Linked DNA regions of Mus musculus: regions 1, 2, 4, 5 and 6 are each linked to region 3. The links are chromatin contacts, called in public Micro-C, promoter capture Hi-C and targeted proximity ligation maps. All regions are on one chromosome and are shown on one strand. The core of a region is the stretch at or near the end of the contact, and the rest is flanking DNA. Distances in the headings are between cores, read along the strand shown.

Region 1 (2,700 bases), core at 180-2,679, 1.4 Mb before region 3:
GTTTCTCAGGAATTATCCTGTATGAGTGGTGTCTCCCACACCATCTACTGAATCCAAGGACCCTCTTAACCCATGTAGAAACTGAGGTTCCCAGGAGGAGACCTTTTGCTCTGTTACCCATTGCCTTTTGCTTGTTCTAACAGTCTGGTCTAGGAGAAGGGGTGCTGTGTGTGTGTGTGTGTGTGTGTGTGTGTGTGTGTGTGTGTGTGTGTGTGTGGTGGAGTGGGCACGAAACAATCGAGACGATCAGAACCTTCAAATCTGTCTTTATGGTTGTTTTAGCAATACCCATTTTTCATATAGCTCAGCCTGGCCTGGAACTTGCTATTTAGCAAAGGATCCTCCTCGCTCCAGATTTTTTCTTCTTCTTCTTCTTCTTCTTCTTCTTCTTCTTCTTCTTCTTCTTCTTCTTCTTCTTCTTCTTCTTCTTCTTCTTCTTCTTCTTCTTCTTCCTCCTCCTCCTCCTCCTCCTCCTCTTCCTCCTCCTCTTCTCCCCACCCCCTTTCTTCTCTTTTTGGTTTTCTGTGTAGCCCTGGCTGTCTGGAACTCACTCTGTAAACCAGGCTGGCCTGGAACTCAGAGATCCGCCTGCCTCTGCCTCTCAAGTGCTGGGACCAAAGGCATGCAGCATCACTGCCCGGCTTCCAGGCTTCTGTTATGTTCCCCAGCAGTTATGTTGTTTTTGATCACTGGACTCTCTGTCTTTGGCCATCTTCTTGAAAGAGGACTTGTGCCTCAGTTCCCAACTCATCTCTTGTGGATCTACTGCCCTTTCTTCTGATGAAGCTTTTAGGGACAAGTGACTTCTTTCTTGTGCTCCACACCCTGTAGCCAGGCCTTGTCAGTTTGGACTCCAGACTCCTCACTCTGCTAGGAGTGCTGGAAGGAATGAATCTAGGTCCCTGCGGCTTGCTAGTTGGCTGGAACTTTCCATCGGCTCCAGAGCGGACTTGAAACCTCGAGTCTCCTACTCCATTCAGGTTCCCAAGCCAACGTCTTAACGGCGCCCGGTAACAGGCGCTATTAGGGTGCTACTCTGCTCCTGGCGCGCCCAGCTCCCAAGGTCGAAAACTTGCTCGCACCGAACCCCCTCCAGGGCGAATGGGAGGGTCGCTCGGGCGGGTAGGAACCAGTGGTGTGGAGGTGCGCCTAGGAGAGTCGCGGCGGCGCGCAGGCGCACTGGGCTCTCCACGGCCGGCTCTCGGGTACAAAGAGCGCGCGGTGCCTTGCGGACTTCTCGGTTAGAGCTGCAGCCGGTTTGTGTCCCTGCACTCGGTGGCTCCCGGCAGCCGCAAGTTACTCTTGCACGGCCACTGCAGGATTCTGCTCCGCGATCTAGTGTAACTGGGGTTTGAGTCTGGCGCTGCCCGAGGCCCCGCCCAGCGCTTCTCGGTCCCTCCCCGCGAGCCGCCCGCCCTGTGCCAGCTCCAGATTCGCGGCGCTGGAGGTGAGTAGTGGCAACGCTGCGCTCCTGTCCCCTGCAGGGACGATCTGGGGCGCCTGAACTCCGACTCTACCCTGAGCCAACAGGGTGCCCAGCCTCACACTCTTGGCGCGTGCTGGAGCGCACGGCGACACTGGCCCTGAGATTGCCCTGGGAAGGTCCGTGGGGTTGCCTTGGCTAGCAGTCGCCTGGGATCACCGCTGGCGCTCGAGGGGGCGGCGCCTCCCGACCTGGAGTGGGGCGCGCTGGTCCTTTGATACTAAGCCGTCCTTTCGGAGCCGGAGTGCAGTGCAGTGCAGTGCAGCGCCCTTTTCCGAGGCGTCCCAGGGTAAGATTGGTGTACCCTCTGGCAGTAGGAAGCGGCGATTAGTGCTCCTTTATCCCGGTCCCGGAGCGGCAGGTGGCCCTAGCTGGTGTTGCAGGGTCTGGGCGTGGGGGAGGGGTGGGTGCGGCCTTTAGGGGCCGCCCTAAGCTCCGGGACCTGCTTGAGTTCCTGAGGACCTGCAGTGTCAGGTCCAGCAGGACGGGTGGCAGCGTCCCGGGGCACACTTGGTCGCGCAGGTACGTGGGAAACCCCGCGCTCGGGAGCCGCGGAGCTGGTGAGTCTCATCCCCCCTCACCAGGTCCCTTTGCAACTTTCAAAGGCAACTTTTCGCGGGCGGTCCGGCCTGAGCTGACTCCGCGCGGCTGACCCGGCGCAGGCCTCGTTGTTCGCGTTGGCAATGTTCTGTGGCGTCCCCCAGCGCTTGTTTTCTGCACTTCTCTCCCGAGGTGCCTCTCCGTTCGTCTAATTAAAGTATGGAATCAGACCGAGAGCCCAAGACTAATCAGGAATGCCAATCCCCCGGATCAGTGACCTTGGTTGTCACCTGGGCTACTTGGGAACCAAAGCCTCCTTGCGTTAATTGCGAGTTTGTTAGAGTTGGCTTTTATGCGGTACTTAGTTATCTTGTTTCTCATTTCGTGCATCGCTCTCCAGTAAGTTGTTGGGCTCTTCAATGTTTAATCTATTTAAGTTTTATTTTAAAAGTTGGATGTAATACACATCAATATACTTTAAAATTCATGAGTCATTGGCTTTTCATATAATAATAAAATTATGCCATCAACAACGCTCCCACCTCTCCACAAAAACCATCTCCGGGACCGAGCGGCTGCTGTTTCTGTCTCTTCCCTCGGGTAAGAGGGATAGATAGATAGTGAGAAGACACGTAATCAACCTTCGGTTGTTTTACAGCTAAATTTTGGGAAAGTGC
Region 2 (2,700 bases), core at 174-2,673, 1.1 Mb before region 3:
GGGGTAGGGCTGTACTGGACTTCATCTTGTATGTATGTAGTTCAGGCCGGCCTGGAATTCACAACTCCTCAGTTGCTGAGATAACAGATATTAGCTGCCAGGCTAGACATTCTGATTTAGTGATTTATTGGGGAGTGCAGACTTTGAGAGACACAGGAATCTGGACATTGGTTGAGCTGATCTTGAGGGCATTTGCTCCCCCAAGTGAAGCCAGAGGACAGAGGACACTGGCAGAGAGCAGGTGGGAAACCTAGGAAAGGCTCCAGAGTGATGGAGCAGGGGATGGGGGTTGGGTTGTGACGTTCATTTCCATACAATAAAATAGATCTTAGCATGGAATGAGTTTTGAGTAATGTTTCCATCTGCATGATCCCTCTCCCAGATTCACATTTTGTTTGTTTTTAATTTTGGGTGCTGGATCTCTCTACTTAGCCCAGGCTGACCGCAAACTTAGGGTCCTTTAGCCTCTACCACAGTGAGGGAATTACAAATTCTGTCACGCTGCTTGGCACCAGTTCAGTTTCTCTCTCTCTCTCTCTCTCTCTCTCTCTCTCTCTCTCTCTCTCTCTCTCTCTCTCTCTCTTCCATTTTAAAAATCTATTTACTTATGTATTCCAAGACAGGGTCTTTATAACTCTAAACGGCCAGGAACTCATTACGTGGCCATAGACTGGCCTTGAGCTCACGGTGGATTTTCTGCTTCAGCCTTCCAGGTGCTGAGATGACAGTATGCCTAGTCACATTTAGTTTTGAAATGCCCGAGATCCACACGCCTGCAGAGTCCTTAAAGGAAGTTGCATCAGAGGCAAAAGCTATCTACTACAGCAAACGGCAAAGCAGGCTAGAGGGGAACCACCTAATGTCACATTGATCTATCTGGAGCCAGGTGGTAGAAATCCTGAGAGCAAATAAACAGGGCTGTGGGAGGCAGAAAGCCCAGGCCTTCAACTTTTGGGGCGCGTGAGCCCCACGAACTGCAAAAACACAAGACTCCGGCTTTTCTTGGATGTTCAATCTGTCTCACTCTTATAATAAGAGGGTGGGAGTGGGGGTGGGGGGAAGAAAATTGCTGCCAGTCTCTGTTAGCCAAGAGGCCTCTATGGGCGTTAGGGGTGAGGGAAGGGAGCTAGTCGACCACACAGGGTGGTCTGCACCTCCTCCAAGCAACCATTGGCGCTCAGCTCAATTCCTTGGAGCTGGGCGCGCAGAGAGAGTTCCTCGTGCTGGTGCGCTGCACACGGCTGAGGTTTGTAGCAATTTTGCAGCTGGTGCAAGCTTGCACTCAGCAGAAGCGCAGTGGATGGAGTTGGGGGACAGTGGGCGTGGCCACGCCGCGTAGCGCCCTCTCCCGCCCACGCAATCCTCGGAAGGTTCTGAAAAGTATCCAAAAGTCCTGGGCTAGGCGCGCCAAAAGGGGAAAAAAAGAAAAAAGAAAAAAGAAAAGAGGTACAACCCCCCACCCACTCCCCGAGCTCTTCATTTAGACTACAGGTCCAGCTGCGGTGCACCCGCCTCCTGCGCGCCTTCTAGGCAGCCGGCTGGGTGGATCCGGGAGCGGGAGACGAAGCTCCATGCCGAACGACGACACATTCGGCAAGCCCTCTACCCCGACGGAGGTTCCTCACGCTCCCGGGGCCCCGCCGCAGGGCAAAGCCGGAGGTTACAGCAAAGCTGCCGGGGCGATGGCTGGAGCGGCTGGAGGCTCGGGCGCGGGGGGCAGCGGAGGTGCCTCGGGCTCCGGGCCGTCGGGCCTGGGTTCTGGAAGCAAGAAGTCCCCGAGGCTGCCCAAATGCGCTCGCTGCAGGAACCACGGCTACGCGTCGCCGCTCAAGGGCCACAAGCGCTTCTGCATGTGGCGGGATTGCCAGTGCAAGAAGTGCAGCCTGATTGCGGAGCGACAGCGGGTGATGGCCGCGCAGGTGAGTCCGGGCTCCCGGGGAAGCCTGCAAGATGCGGGGGTGGGGGAGCATCGACGGACGCCGGCTTGGGCGAGCCGCGGTCCAGACGCCGGGGTCGGGGTCGGGGTGGGGGTGGGGCGGCGATGGAGGGTTGCGGGTTCCGTCTGCTTGAATCCCGCGGATTTGCGGCGCGGGGTGGGGTGGGGGTGGGGTTGTTCCGAGCAATGAAGTGGGATTCGGGCTGCACACGTGCACCCTCGCCATCGGTAGACGAGTGGCTCAGTATTTAACTCTGCACGGGGTTCTCTTCATTCTGACCTCGTCTTCCAGCTGAATTTCGGGGTTCGCCACGCACTTGGGCCCCCATAGTCTCCAAGGGCGCTCTGCGAACGGAGTCGCGAGATTCCCTGAATCAGAAAACCCCGGGACCAGGAATGTTTGGGCGTCGGTGGGGGTGTCCCGAGATTCAAACTTTGCTGGCAGACTGGAGGGGTTTGCTCCACTGGGAGAGCTGCCATGATTTTAAACTACTTCCCTAGCTGAAAATTGAGGGGTTCGCTCCTCCGGGAAGAATCTCCATAGCCCCGAACCTCTCGTTACACAGACATTGAGTTGCGGGGATTCAGGCCCTTAGGGTCCCTGGCTTCATGGGCCAGGTTTCACCCAGGTGGCGCGGGAAGGTGCTGCTCCTGGGCCTTTCTGGAAAAGTCCTCGGGATGGGCGGGAGCACAGCGTGTTCGCGCATCAGTTGGCGCACTTTCCGGGTTCGCCCCGCGGACCCGGGCAAGCGTCTCAGCCATTT
Region 3 (2,700 bases), core at 173-2,672:
TCACAGTGCACTTTGAATGACTAATTTACGCCATTACATTGCAAAATAAGGAATAGATCATACTTTTTCATAACATGACCACATAGGAGCAGTTTTAATTTTAAGAGTCAAGCACCTACATTAATCTGAGTCTAATATAATAGGCCTCTGATTTAAAATCTCCTAACATTCTTTCACACTTCATAAAACTAAAAATAAAACCGCCTCACCAAATAGTGACCTAGGGTCCGGCAGACATACTGTATTTCAAGGAAAACTGAAACACTAGCTCTCCAAACCACTACGTGCAGGCAAATTGCAGTTTGTAGCCTTAATTGGTCTTAAATGTGGGGTGGAAGAGAGAGGAGACTTCGGTCTGTAGAGATTGAGATTTATTTCCCTTTTTAAATCAAAAGCAGATCCCATGGTTCAGCTGCCCCCTGACTCTCCCGCCCTACCCTCGCGGGTCGTTCTCTCCTCCCACATTTTTATGTATATTTTATTCGAAGACGACAGGTGAGGGGAGGTGAAAGTGCTTCGTGCCTTTCCGAAGTAAACAGAGGGGTTAGGAGGGTTTATCTGGGTTTATTTATTTACTAGGCGGCCGGCCTCTCAGCTGTTTCTCTTCTCTGGCATTTGGAAGCTTGCAGTCCTTTAGGGATGAGACAGATTTGGCAAGCTCGCTCTTTGTGCCGCCTCCCTTTTCACTGGGGGCTGGGGATGGGTGGGAAGAACGCAAATTTATGACAGCCTTGAGAGAAACGGGGAGGAGGCGGGGGTCGAAAAAGTTTCAGCTCGTATGATAATGCCCATTCCCTCCCACCCCCGCGGCCAACACTGCCACAAACAGCTTTGGTGCCACCCGGAGCCCTGCCCCCGCCGTCCCCTCCCTTTCTCTCTGCAGGCTCGAGCTGGCAGGCGCAGGCACACTTAAATTCCAGCACGGTCTCCACATTCCCCAGAACTACTACGCTCGATTACTACGGCTGCCCTCCCCTTCGCTTCGGGGGGTTCCCCCAGTCTCCTCGGAGAAGCTCGGAAGGCTACTGCCAGCTAAAGGATGTGCGGCTCCCGAGTCCAGCAGGGCTGCGGGCTGGTTGCTTGTCCTGCGCAGTTTCTCTGCTCCAGGCACAAACACGGCGGAGAGCCGGCGCCTCGCAGACACACACAGATCCACGCATACAGTAGAGCTGTCTAGATCCACATTCTTGCACACCGCCCCCTGCTCCCCCCGCGCGCTCCCGGAGTCGCTGAGCAGGGCGAGTGACAGGAGCGTCCCACCAACCCGCGCCGGGCCGGGCAGGGAGGAGCGGCTCGCGGGGCCAACTGCGGCGCGTCTTCCGGCGCCCGTGGAGGCGGCGAGGGTGGGACGCGGGGCGGAGCCCGAGTTTAGGAAGAGGAGGGGACGGCTGTCATCAATGAAGTCATATTCATAATCTAGTCCTCGCTCCCTCTGTTTCTGTACTCTGGGTGACTCAGAGAGGGAAGATTCAGCCAGCACACTGCTCGCGAGCAAGGTAAATATAACTTACAACTCCTTTCTCTTCTCTCCACGGCTCCGGCCTTACAGCAGCCGCAGCGGCCGCCGAACCCCTTGGGCACCGCGCCGCCTTCGCCCCGGATTATGCATCCTTATCCTAATCATTATTTATTGTGCATGCTGGAAGACCAAAACAAACAGGCGGGCCAACCGCTACAACAACAAAAAAGCCCGCCTCTTCCCCGCGGGCCTCAGGTGGAATGCTCTAACCACAGCTCCCGGGTGGCGATAAAAGAAACAAAGTTTCAACCGAACCTCGCCGTTCTAATAATAACAGTAATAATTACTACTTCGAGGGGGCAAGGAGAAGAAATCCCAACATGTCACAGCCTTGACCCTGGGCAGGTTGACAGTGATGCGCTGCCAACTCAGGGTTGCAACACACTCTCCGCCAGGTTGCATCCCCCCCCCCCTCCTATCCCCTAAAAAGCAGAGGTGGGGAGGGCTAGTGGCAAGAGGAGAGGGGGATTTGGGAACTCCGGGCCGGGGGGCGGAGGGGTTGGGAGGCGGGGGACTGGAAACGCGACAGTTCACCCCGAGCCATCCTCCCCGTTAGAGTTGGAAGGGAACAGGAAAGGAGGGAAGGAGGGTGAGGAGCCCGGGCTGGCGGCAGGGCGCCAACCAACACGGCTGCTATTCGCCTCCCGGGGACTTGTTTAAAGGGCTCCGGCTGCGGGGACGAGAGCAGATCTTGGCGGTAGTAGTCTGGGATGGCGCACTGAGCGGGCGGCGGCCACTACCACAGGGTTGGTGCCTTGGGGCTCCGAGGTGTCACCTCCACTCCCGGGGTTCCCTAGGGCAGGGAAGGGAATGTTGATTGGTGACAGGCCTTTAGGTGAAAGGGTTGGCCCCGGGGGCTATGGCCGTGGCGCCGCGGACCCTCTTGTCTGGTACCTAGAGGCAGCGCGGGCTAGGATGTTGAAGTTCGGGGTGTCCAGCCCGGGTCTCATTACAGAGGGTGGAAGGAAGCCCCAAGGAAAGAGGTCCGAGGTGTCCACTAGGCTCTGTTAGCCTCCCCTCCCCTCTCTGGGTTTGTTTTCTTTTGCTTGGTGTCTTTCCTTGGCAAGCGCCGAGGAAGCTGCAGACGCGGGGCGCCTGGGATGGTCTGAGTGTCAGGGGCGCACAGGGACCCGGGAGAGCCACGGCGGCTGAGGGCTGGGGAGGCCATGATCCGGATAATC
Region 4 (2,700 bases), core at 100-2,599, 1.6 Mb before region 3:
TGTCCCCTAGGTTCAGTCAGGAACAAGGAGGTTGGTGGAGTTAGTCCTGATCTCAGAGCTTCAGGCCATTACCTGTATTGTCCCTTTCATCTATCAGTAAGCCAAATGCAGAAAGGCCAAGGGCCAACTCTGAAGTATGTTCTTTGGACCAGGAAATTTGCTCTGATTCTATAGAATAGCATCTGAATCCAAAACGTTATTCCTTTATAAAAATGAAGCCCAAGTAAAATCTAGAATATCCTTGGTCTGACTCTAGAAGGGGAAAAACAAACAAACAAACAAACAAACAAACAAAACCTGGTGGTGTGGAGACAACAGTGATTTCTTTGTTGTATCTAAAGGGTGCACCGAGATTCAACTTGTCTGTTGCAACACACAGGAATGAGAGTACCACTTGATTCATATTTTTTCCACAATTTTTATTTGTCCACATTTTCAGCCACTTACTTGTTGTTGCTGTTAACTGTAATGCTTTAAAAGGATATCTAGACATTTCCAACAAAAAATAAGCACGTGGACTGATCTTCAGAAAACTGCACCGTGTTTCACAAATCTGTGTTTTCCAAGGACCACACCCCCGAGGTGCACCCTCAAGACCCCCAGCTTAGGAAAGTTCCCAAAACAAAGGTCTTACTCTAAATCAATCTCTTAACAGTGCTTTCCAAGCGGACCTCAAAAGGGGAGGGCACAGTTTAGGACTTGTCACTAATGGCTGGAAGAGTTTGGTTCCTGTGAAATGGAATCCACTAAGCAAGGTGTCAGGCAATCTACAGTCGGCATCTTTGTTTTCTTTTTCTTTCTTTTTTTTTTTTTTTCCTTGACCAGGGCATCCTTTAATAACAATAGACCATTTGGCTTTGTTTTGCTTTGGTTTTTTGTTTTTCTGTTTTTTAATGAGAAAACTCAGATGACTTTATTATTTCTACTCTAAACTGAGGGGAGATGAGCTTCACAAATGAAAGACAACTTAATCAAGAGACCATAACATTAGGTGAGTCTGAGTTTCAAAACTACCTTTGAAAATGCTAGAAGAGAGGCCCCAGCCCCTACCTCGAAGATTCGTCCTCGGCCAGGAGGCCCGGGTGCCTGAGGAGACACGGCAGCCCCCCTTAATTACCTAAGTACCCGGTGACAATTGTGACTGGAATCTTAGTGATGAAGTCAAGATTTTCCTCTTCTTGGTTCTTGGTCTCAATGGGGACCAATTCAGGACAATCCTCCGCGTACTCTTCTTCCGCCTCCACAGTTTTCACAGCAGGTAACATGCCGCCAGCAGGACACCAGTGACTCCAGAACTAAAGAGCTGCCGCCAGTCGCGTTTCCGCGACAGGATTCAGTCGGCGCGGGGCTGATGATGTCACCACAACGCGTCGCGGAGCAGGCCTCTGAGGAACCAGCCCGCCCTCCAGCTACGCCACTATTCAAACTAGACACGCCTTCCCGGGGGAGGCACGCCCCTACGCAGAGATAGATACACCCCCACGCACAGTGGACACGCCCCTTATAGAGAGGGACACACCCCCCGGGTGTGAAGCACGCTCTAGGGGCGTGCCCTCTGCCCGTGGGCCAAACTGCACTTTGCTGTTAGGACGCTAGGAGCTCCCTTGCCTCGAAGCTGTAGTGGGCTCCAGCTGTTAGCCACTGTCTGTTGCTTGGGCTGAGGCAACACCTATTAGGCTTGGGCAGCTTCACCACAGGACAGACATTTTTCAAGTTGCCATTTTTTTTTTATTCTCATGAAGTCCATCTCTTTCATTCACAAGGAAAAGAGTAATTGTGAAGTCATGCTATATATTATAATTATTCTACAATGATAATTATGTATTATAGCTATCTCATCTTTTACAATGTAATAGTTTTATTTATTTTTCTTTCTCCTTTACTTGGACATAAGGTAAACTCAGATCAATAATTGTATTTATTGGTTCATAATATTCTCATTAGTCTCTGGACTCCTTTGTGTGTGTTTATAGTGGATTCCTTGATAGTACCCTAACCCAAAAACATTAAATTGCATCTCTTCTACCCCAGCCTAGAATACTAACTATAATCATGAATCTTCTTGGGAATACTGAACATTCCTTTATGTGTTTGTTATGGTTTGTCCTTATACACACGCACATAAATAACATTGACCATTGTTTGTTTTTCAATTTCATAAAAAAGAGTACCATTCAATGTATACTCTCTTGGGGTTTGCTGGATTTCCAGCTTCACTACTGAATTTCCTGTCAATTGTTTTCAGGTGTTGCTGTTTTGTTTCATTTTGAGACAGTCATACATTTTCCCAACAATGTAAGAGATCATATTGGTGTAATGTCAATATTAGCAGACATGAATTTTTTTCCCAATTAAATACAAAATAGTACCTCAATGTGATCATCAGTTGTATTTCTTTGGATTTGAACAAAACTGAGCATCTTTTTATGTGTTTTGACCATGTTTAATTTCAGGCTTTAAGAGGGGCTAGCAAGCATTGCTCTGTGGGCATCAGATCCCATTACAGATGGCTGTGAACGACCATATGGTTGCTGGGAATTGAACTCAGGACCTCTAGAAGAGCAGTCAGTGCTCTTAAATGCTGAGCTCTCTCTCCAGCCCCTCAAAATGAGGTTTTAATAAGTTATATACATTGGGTGTTCAATGTACTCTAAACACCCATCAACTGATAGACAAACAAAATGCCACATATCCAGACTG
Region 5 (2,700 bases), core at 171-2,670, 1.7 Mb before region 3:
AACGGCGGACAGGTGCTGGCCTAACCGCACGCCTTTACCGGGAGCGCAGCTAATGGCACAGTGATGCTGTTCTTGCTGCAGCGGCAGCGGCGGTTGCGGCTGCTGAGGCAATATTGTCCGGGAACCTGCGGACATGTGAAACAAAGGGGAAGCGGCCTGGGGGTGCAGCAGGCACGGTGGATGTTGCAGCAGGTGGCAGTAGCTCCACGGAGCAAAGGACGGACTCTGCGCAGACCCAGTTCCTCCTCCTGTAACCCCCTGCATGATGCTCTCGATGGTGAACGAAGCGCACCCGCGTCCGGACCGAGTTCCAGAGCTCTGGTCTCTCTCCCAAGGCTGGGAACCCAGTACGGGCTGCAGCGCGGGAATGGCTAAGGGGGTGGCGGGGTCCGCGCCTTCCGCTTTTCTAGGGTTGTCGCCATAGGCCGGGGCCGCGAGCAGCAGGTAGCGCATGGGATGCGGATGCAGCGGGGCGCACGGGTGACTCCGAGGCGGGGCAGCGGGATGAGCTGCGAGGTTAGGCTGTGGTGGGGCAGAGTAGCGGAGCAGGAGGCTGGGCTGGGAGACGTGCAGGGTGGCGGGCACAGCGGGTGGAGGGAAAGGGCAGTGCGGGTGGCCTCCCGAGGGCGGGTGGTGGCGCTTGAAGCGCTTCCTGCGCCGGAGGAAGCTGCCGTTGTCGAACATGTCCTGGGAGGCGGGGTCCAGGCTCCAATAGTTGCCCTTGCCCGGGTGGCCCGGCTCGCGAGGGATCTTGACGAAGCAGTCGTTGAGCGACAGGTTGTGGCGGATGCTGTTCTGCCAGGCGGGGAACTTACGGCGGTAATAGGGGAAGCGGCCGCTGATGAAGGCGCAGATACCGCTGAGCGTCAGGCGCTTGTGCGGGCTCTGCAGGATGGCCATGGTGATGAGCGCGATGTAGGAGTACGGGGGTTTGGCGGGCTGCGGGCCGTCGGCTGTGGTGGTCGCCGGGGTCCGTGGTGCTCGGAACTTGCGGAGGAACCCGGAGGAGTTACTCAGATCGCCGCAGTCCCCCGCGCTCCTCCCTGCAAGAGTGCGGGCTCCGGGCCTCTGCAGGGATCGCTCCAGGCACTTATGGCTCTCCTCCTCGTCATCCTCTTCTTCCGTCTGATCTCCATCTTCCTCCTCTGCCAGCACGTCGATCTCCACCTCATCCTGGTCGGAACTTAGAGGACTGGGCGGTGGAGTGGAACGAAGGTGCCCAGCTCTTGCTGAGTTCATGGAGGATAGGAGGGAAGAGGGAGAGGAGGGGACGGACGTGGGGGCAGCTCACCTGGTTTGGGATGGGTGAGTTAGCAAGGATGAGTCTGCTGGGAAACTGGAGCGCTCCTAGGTTAGGCTTCCTTGTTCTTTTCTGCTTTTTCTTTCTAACACCCTTTGGCAAGGAGCACTTGGTGTTTTAAGTTTCTCTGAGAAGTGCGCAGCTATATATCCTTCTTTGCCGTTCCTCGGGCTGGAGCCACGTCCTCCTGACGCGGTCCAATGATGGGGGGTCCTTGGTCCCTCCTCTTCACAACCATCCACTACGGAGGATGGTTTAATCAGCCAAAGTGCTCTGACATTGTGCGGGCTCTGTTGATGTTTCTCTAAAGCTGCACAAATAAAAATCAAGAGGGAAAACATGATACACAACGACGATGTGGGACCACGTCGACATTTAGACCTTCCCAGTACTGACTTTGGCGAGTAATGAGATGTATCTCAAACAGAATGGCACACTGACTTAAAGCTATATGCCCCCATTCCAGAGAAATGGCTCCTTCCCTCCTCGTAAACTTCACCAAATAATCCCGTGACTCGATTTCCCTAAAAACTAAAGCATCCTAGCATAAACTGTGGAAGTTCAGTGTGGACTTTAAAAGGAAAAAAAAAAAAAGTATTTTCTTAGTCTCTTTTCCTCCAGCTTCTTTTACTATTTAGCCAGCGGAGCAAAGGTGCAAATTATTTTTTCACGTTCAGACAGGGATGCCTAGAAGAGGCTTCAGAAAGCAACACACTAGCACCACAGAGGCAACTGGTATCTTCATCTTCTTTTCCTTCGTTGTCTTTACCAACTACATTGATTTCACTACACAAATACTGTTTCCCCCAAAGTAATTTTATAAAGAAAGGAATGCCCTCACTATATGAGTGCATCTACCTGCTTGGCTTTGTCCCCTACCCCTCCCCCCAACCCGAACATCCATCCAGAAACACAAGTGCTTTACTGTGGTAATAACAATAAATCGAGGAAGGGCGGGGTTGCAGTGTCCCTGACACTAGATAGTCCAGAGGTCCATGGTAAGGCATCCACACTGCAGAGCAGGACAGGGACCCCAGGACTTGCTTGAAGGCTTTGGAGTACCTAAGCTTTTAGATTGGTTTCATGTGAGTTAGCCCAGCAGCTAAAGTAACAATATGGTAGAGTATGTCTGTTACATAAATAGGGATTGCATAGCAAAATACAAAGTACATATTGGGGGAATTGGGAAGGTGAAATCTAAAAAGATGCACTAGGAAAGGATGAAAGTTGTGCCACCTTCAACGTTTATGTTTGTGATTGTGACCTTTATTGAGAAATCAGAAACTGACTACCAAAAATAGCTCATCGCCTTTGGGATTAAAGTAGTTTAAAGAAGTTAGCATCTTTTGGAGAGCAGCTCCCTTGCCAGCCTTTGAGTTAAGCTGCATTGCTCTGTGGAG
Region 6 (2,700 bases), core at 25-2,524, 1.6 Mb before region 3:
CTGTATTGTTATGTTGTACACATTGTCTTTTATGTTTAAAGGCATTGGTATGAGGGAGGGGGAGAGTTACCTAACCAGCTCTGAAGGTTTGCTCAACTACCTACCCAGAAGCAGAGGAAGAAGGCTGCCAAGAATAAATAGCATATGGTCGGCCAGTATTTTAGTATTAGGTTACAAATTAAGTTGTAGTGGACCAGTGTTGTTCAGTAAGAACTCAATGTGCCAGCAAATGTGAGCTAAGGAAGTAATTTTTACATCTTCTTAATGGGAGCCACATTTTAATACAGGGAAAAACAAACAGGTGAAATTATCTTTAATAATATGTTTCTTAACTTAACAGCTTCCAAAGGATTGTTTTTAACATGCAATCAATACAAAAATTAAGACATTTTGCCTTATTTTTTTTCTGTACTGTCTTGGAAACCCAGTGTGTATTTATTTTCCAACCCATCTCACTTTAGACTAACCAAAAATTCAAGTGGCCAACGGCCACATGTGGCTTGTGGCTTCCATATCTAGACTCTGCAGCTTTGAGCCAAAAATATAGCCCTTTCGTGTTTCCGAAGGCAAGTTGACAAGTGGAAACACACGGAGTTCATACAACACAACTTGGACCAAATATATTACTTGAAATAGGCACAGTCTTTTCCACGCTCATCCTTTGGGGATTATTTTTATTTTTATTTCTCCAGATTTCTCCTTTGTGGTCTGGTCAGGTTTCTCCATGTAAAACAGAACTCTGTTGAGATACCGGTCAATCTCAATGCTGTGTATTCCCTCAGGTTCTAAAATGAAAAGTCATATAGCTCCTAATATTTACTCGTGGGATGCAGCCATTATAATAAAGTGTCCCATGAATGACAGTGCGCCTTCGGCTGGGAAAAAGTCGACTGATGTCCTAAGAGGCTGCCTTAAAAAGAAATGTTCCCAGGAATGGCGTCAATCCACCGGGTGGCCCCTCCAGACCCCGCTGGCTGCTTCTGGATCCAGCGCTCACTGCCCCAGTCGCCCTCCGGCTCCGGCCGCCGGCGTTTCCGGCCAGCTCTCGCGGTCCGCGCTCCGCAGCCACCGTGCCCGTCGGTCCCGGGTCAGCGGCGGGGGAAACGCGCGCCTGCGGCCGGCGACTCTGAGTATCCGGAGCGCGGCTCGGCGCGGCGTCCACGCCCTCGCCAAGCGCTCGGTGCGTGCCAGGCCGGGCGGCGCCGCGGGCGGCGGAGGGAGCAGAGCCCTCCCCCCGGGAGCTGCGCGGCCAAGGTGGAAATGCGGAAGTTTCCGCGGCGCGGCTGACAGATGAGGCTGGCGCCGGGCGCGCCGGGCTCTGCAGCGGCTGTGCGTTCGGGTCCCGTCCCCCCGCAGCCCCGCGAGCCCCGAAGCCGTGGAACCGCGCGCGCGCGCCATGGCCACGCTGCCGAGCGCCGAGCGCCGCGCCTTCGCGCTCAAGATCAACAGGTAAGACGGCGCGGTTCCTGGCCAGTCCGCGGCGGGGCGCGCCGGTCCCCGTGGCGACTCATTCTCGTCCTCTTGTCACCCGCGCTGCTGTCCGGACCAGCGTCTTGCGCCACCTCCCCAACCCGGCGTGGCTCCCGCCGCCCTCGCTGTTCTGAGACAGGTGGCCCGACCCGGAGCGCGGGGTCGCGCGCCCGAACTTGGCTTAACAAATTGCGCCTTCCTTCCAGTCGGGAGACAGCGGAAAGAAGCTAAGTGGCTGAAAATCAGCCCTGCTTTGAAGCAGATCGGTCCGTGGTCCAGGGTTAGGGCTCTTTCAACCCCCTCTTTCCAAAAAACATCTTGGCTTTGGATGGCAGCGCTATTTTTATACCTTGGTCCAAAAGGAGCCAACCATGAAGTGGAAAAAATGATTTTAAAAAAATTCCTCCTTTAAATAAGCGAAAGGGAATGAGCTGTAGCTGACGTTTAAAGATTTCTAGCACTCTAGAAAAGTGAAGAACACAGGGATTTCCAATTTATAAACAGAGCTGCACACGCCACATCTCTGTGAGTTGACTACTCATAAAGTTCTCGGTAGACTCAAGCGGCGGCGTTTCCTCCACTGAAAACTGCTGACAAGTATTCAAGGGGGCATTTTTGCCTTGACCTGGGAAATCTAGACTGCCTGGCTAAAAGATAATGTGGAAGGGCAGCGCTCTGGAGGACTTCCAGGGTTGGTGTTTTTTTCTTGTTCTTGTTTGTTTGTTTTTGCATGTGGGACGCTGGCCCACAGTAATTCATCTTTGGGCTGCTAGTGAGTGAAGCTGGAGTCACTAGGAATCACCATCCTTGAATAGTGAGCGGTAAGGACCACAGAGGGCCAGTGGAGTTTCCCTGTGCAGTTGTGAGCAAGACCTTTCACTTCCTTCACTATTTCATCTGTCCAATTAGTTTAATTATTAATGTGGACTGTATACAAATGCTAAAGGGTAACTATATCATAATTCAGTCTTCCTATCGGAGCCTTTCCCCTCATCAGGCTGTCCTGGCTGCAGTGGGGCCGTAGGGGCATAGGAAGTTTTGATGGCTGTCATCATTGCCTTCCCCGCTTCTCCTCTCTTTGTCCCTGTCATGAGAAAGAAAAAAAGCCAGGAAACAAGGAACAAGGGCAGGAAGCTGTTAGGGATTCAGGAGGGGTGAGACTGATCTGAAGTGACTGTCTGGGACCTAATGCAAGCCTGGAGACGCTCTTGCAAGGAGCTTCGGGGTTGG

What was found. Promoter capture Hi-C pulls out the DNA fragments that hold promoters and counts their contacts. Hi-C and Micro-C count contacts between places; a contact is called where the count stands out from the background.
Region 1: a Micro-C map of embryonic stem cells shows a contact between it and region 3, with 5 times the contacts expected there. A contact is called at or near these places in 1 of 484 Hi-C or Micro-C datasets (embryonic stem cells) and 2 of 130 datasets of targeted methods (embryonic stem cells and pancreatic cancer cells).
Region 2: a contact with region 3 is called in a promoter capture Hi-C map of embryonic stem cells, with 7 times the contacts expected there. A contact is called at or near these places in 2 of 39 promoter capture datasets (embryonic stem cells and hippocampal neurons), 3 of 484 Hi-C or Micro-C datasets (all in embryonic stem cells), 1 of 130 datasets of targeted methods (embryonic stem cells) and 1 of 9 other capture datasets (embryonic stem cells).
Region 4: a targeted proximity ligation map of astrocytes shows a contact between it and region 3, with 5 times the contacts expected there. A contact is called at or near these places in 4 of 39 promoter capture datasets (the C10 cell line, hippocampal neurons, liver and 1 more), 1 of 484 Hi-C or Micro-C datasets (the G1E-ER4 cell line) and 1 of 130 datasets of targeted methods (astrocytes).
Region 5: a Micro-C map of embryonic stem cells shows a contact between it and region 3, with 13 times the contacts expected there. A contact is called at or near these places in 3 of 39 promoter capture datasets (embryonic stem cells and hippocampal neurons), 14 of 484 Hi-C or Micro-C datasets (embryonic stem cells and stem cell-derived epiblast-like cells) and 2 of 130 datasets of targeted methods (both in embryonic stem cells).
Region 6: a contact with region 3 is called in a Micro-C map of embryonic stem cells, with 3 times the contacts expected there. A contact is called at or near these places in 1 of 39 promoter capture datasets (hippocampal neurons) and 2 of 484 Hi-C or Micro-C datasets (B cells and embryonic stem cells).

What each region holds. Positions count from the first base shown.
Region 1 is chr19:25,235,546-25,238,245 of GRCm38.p6, forward strand. Kank1 (KN motif and ankyrin repeat domains 1) reads left to right here and starts at 1,430. Exons shown (of 14, transcript NM_181404.6): 1 at 1,430-1,772.
Region 2 is chr19:25,504,283-25,506,982 of GRCm38.p6, forward strand. It overlaps Dmrt1 (doublesex and mab-3 related transcription factor 1), which reads left to right and starts at 1,424. Exons shown (of 5, transcript NM_015826.5): 1 at 1,424-1,919. The coding sequence starts at 1,572.
Region 3 is chr19:26,603,738-26,606,437 of GRCm38.p6, forward strand. Smarca2 (SWI/SNF related, matrix associated, actin dependent regulator of chromatin, subfamily a, member 2) reads left to right here and starts at 1,423. Exons shown (of 33, transcript NM_011416.2): 1 at 1,423-1,496. Gm52395 (a long non-coding RNA gene) reads right to left here. Exons shown (of 7, transcript XR_003952911.1): 1 at 2,414-2,700; 2 at 1,512-2,312.
Region 4 is chr19:24,960,267-24,962,966 of GRCm38.p6, forward strand. It overlaps Cbwd1 (COBW domain containing 1), which reads right to left and starts at 1,350. Exons shown (of 15, transcript NM_146097.3): 1 at 1,118-1,350. The coding sequence starts at 1,265.
Region 5 is chr19:24,899,596-24,902,295 of GRCm38.p6, forward strand. It overlaps Foxd4 (forkhead box D4), which reads right to left and starts at 1,421. Exons shown (of 1, transcript NM_008022.3): 1 at 1-1,421. The coding sequence starts at 1,239.
Region 6 is chr19:24,998,255-25,000,954 of GRCm38.p6, forward strand. Dock8 (dedicator of cytokinesis 8) reads left to right here and starts at 1,275. Exons shown (of 48, transcript NM_028785.3): 1 at 1,275-1,449. The coding sequence starts at 1,397.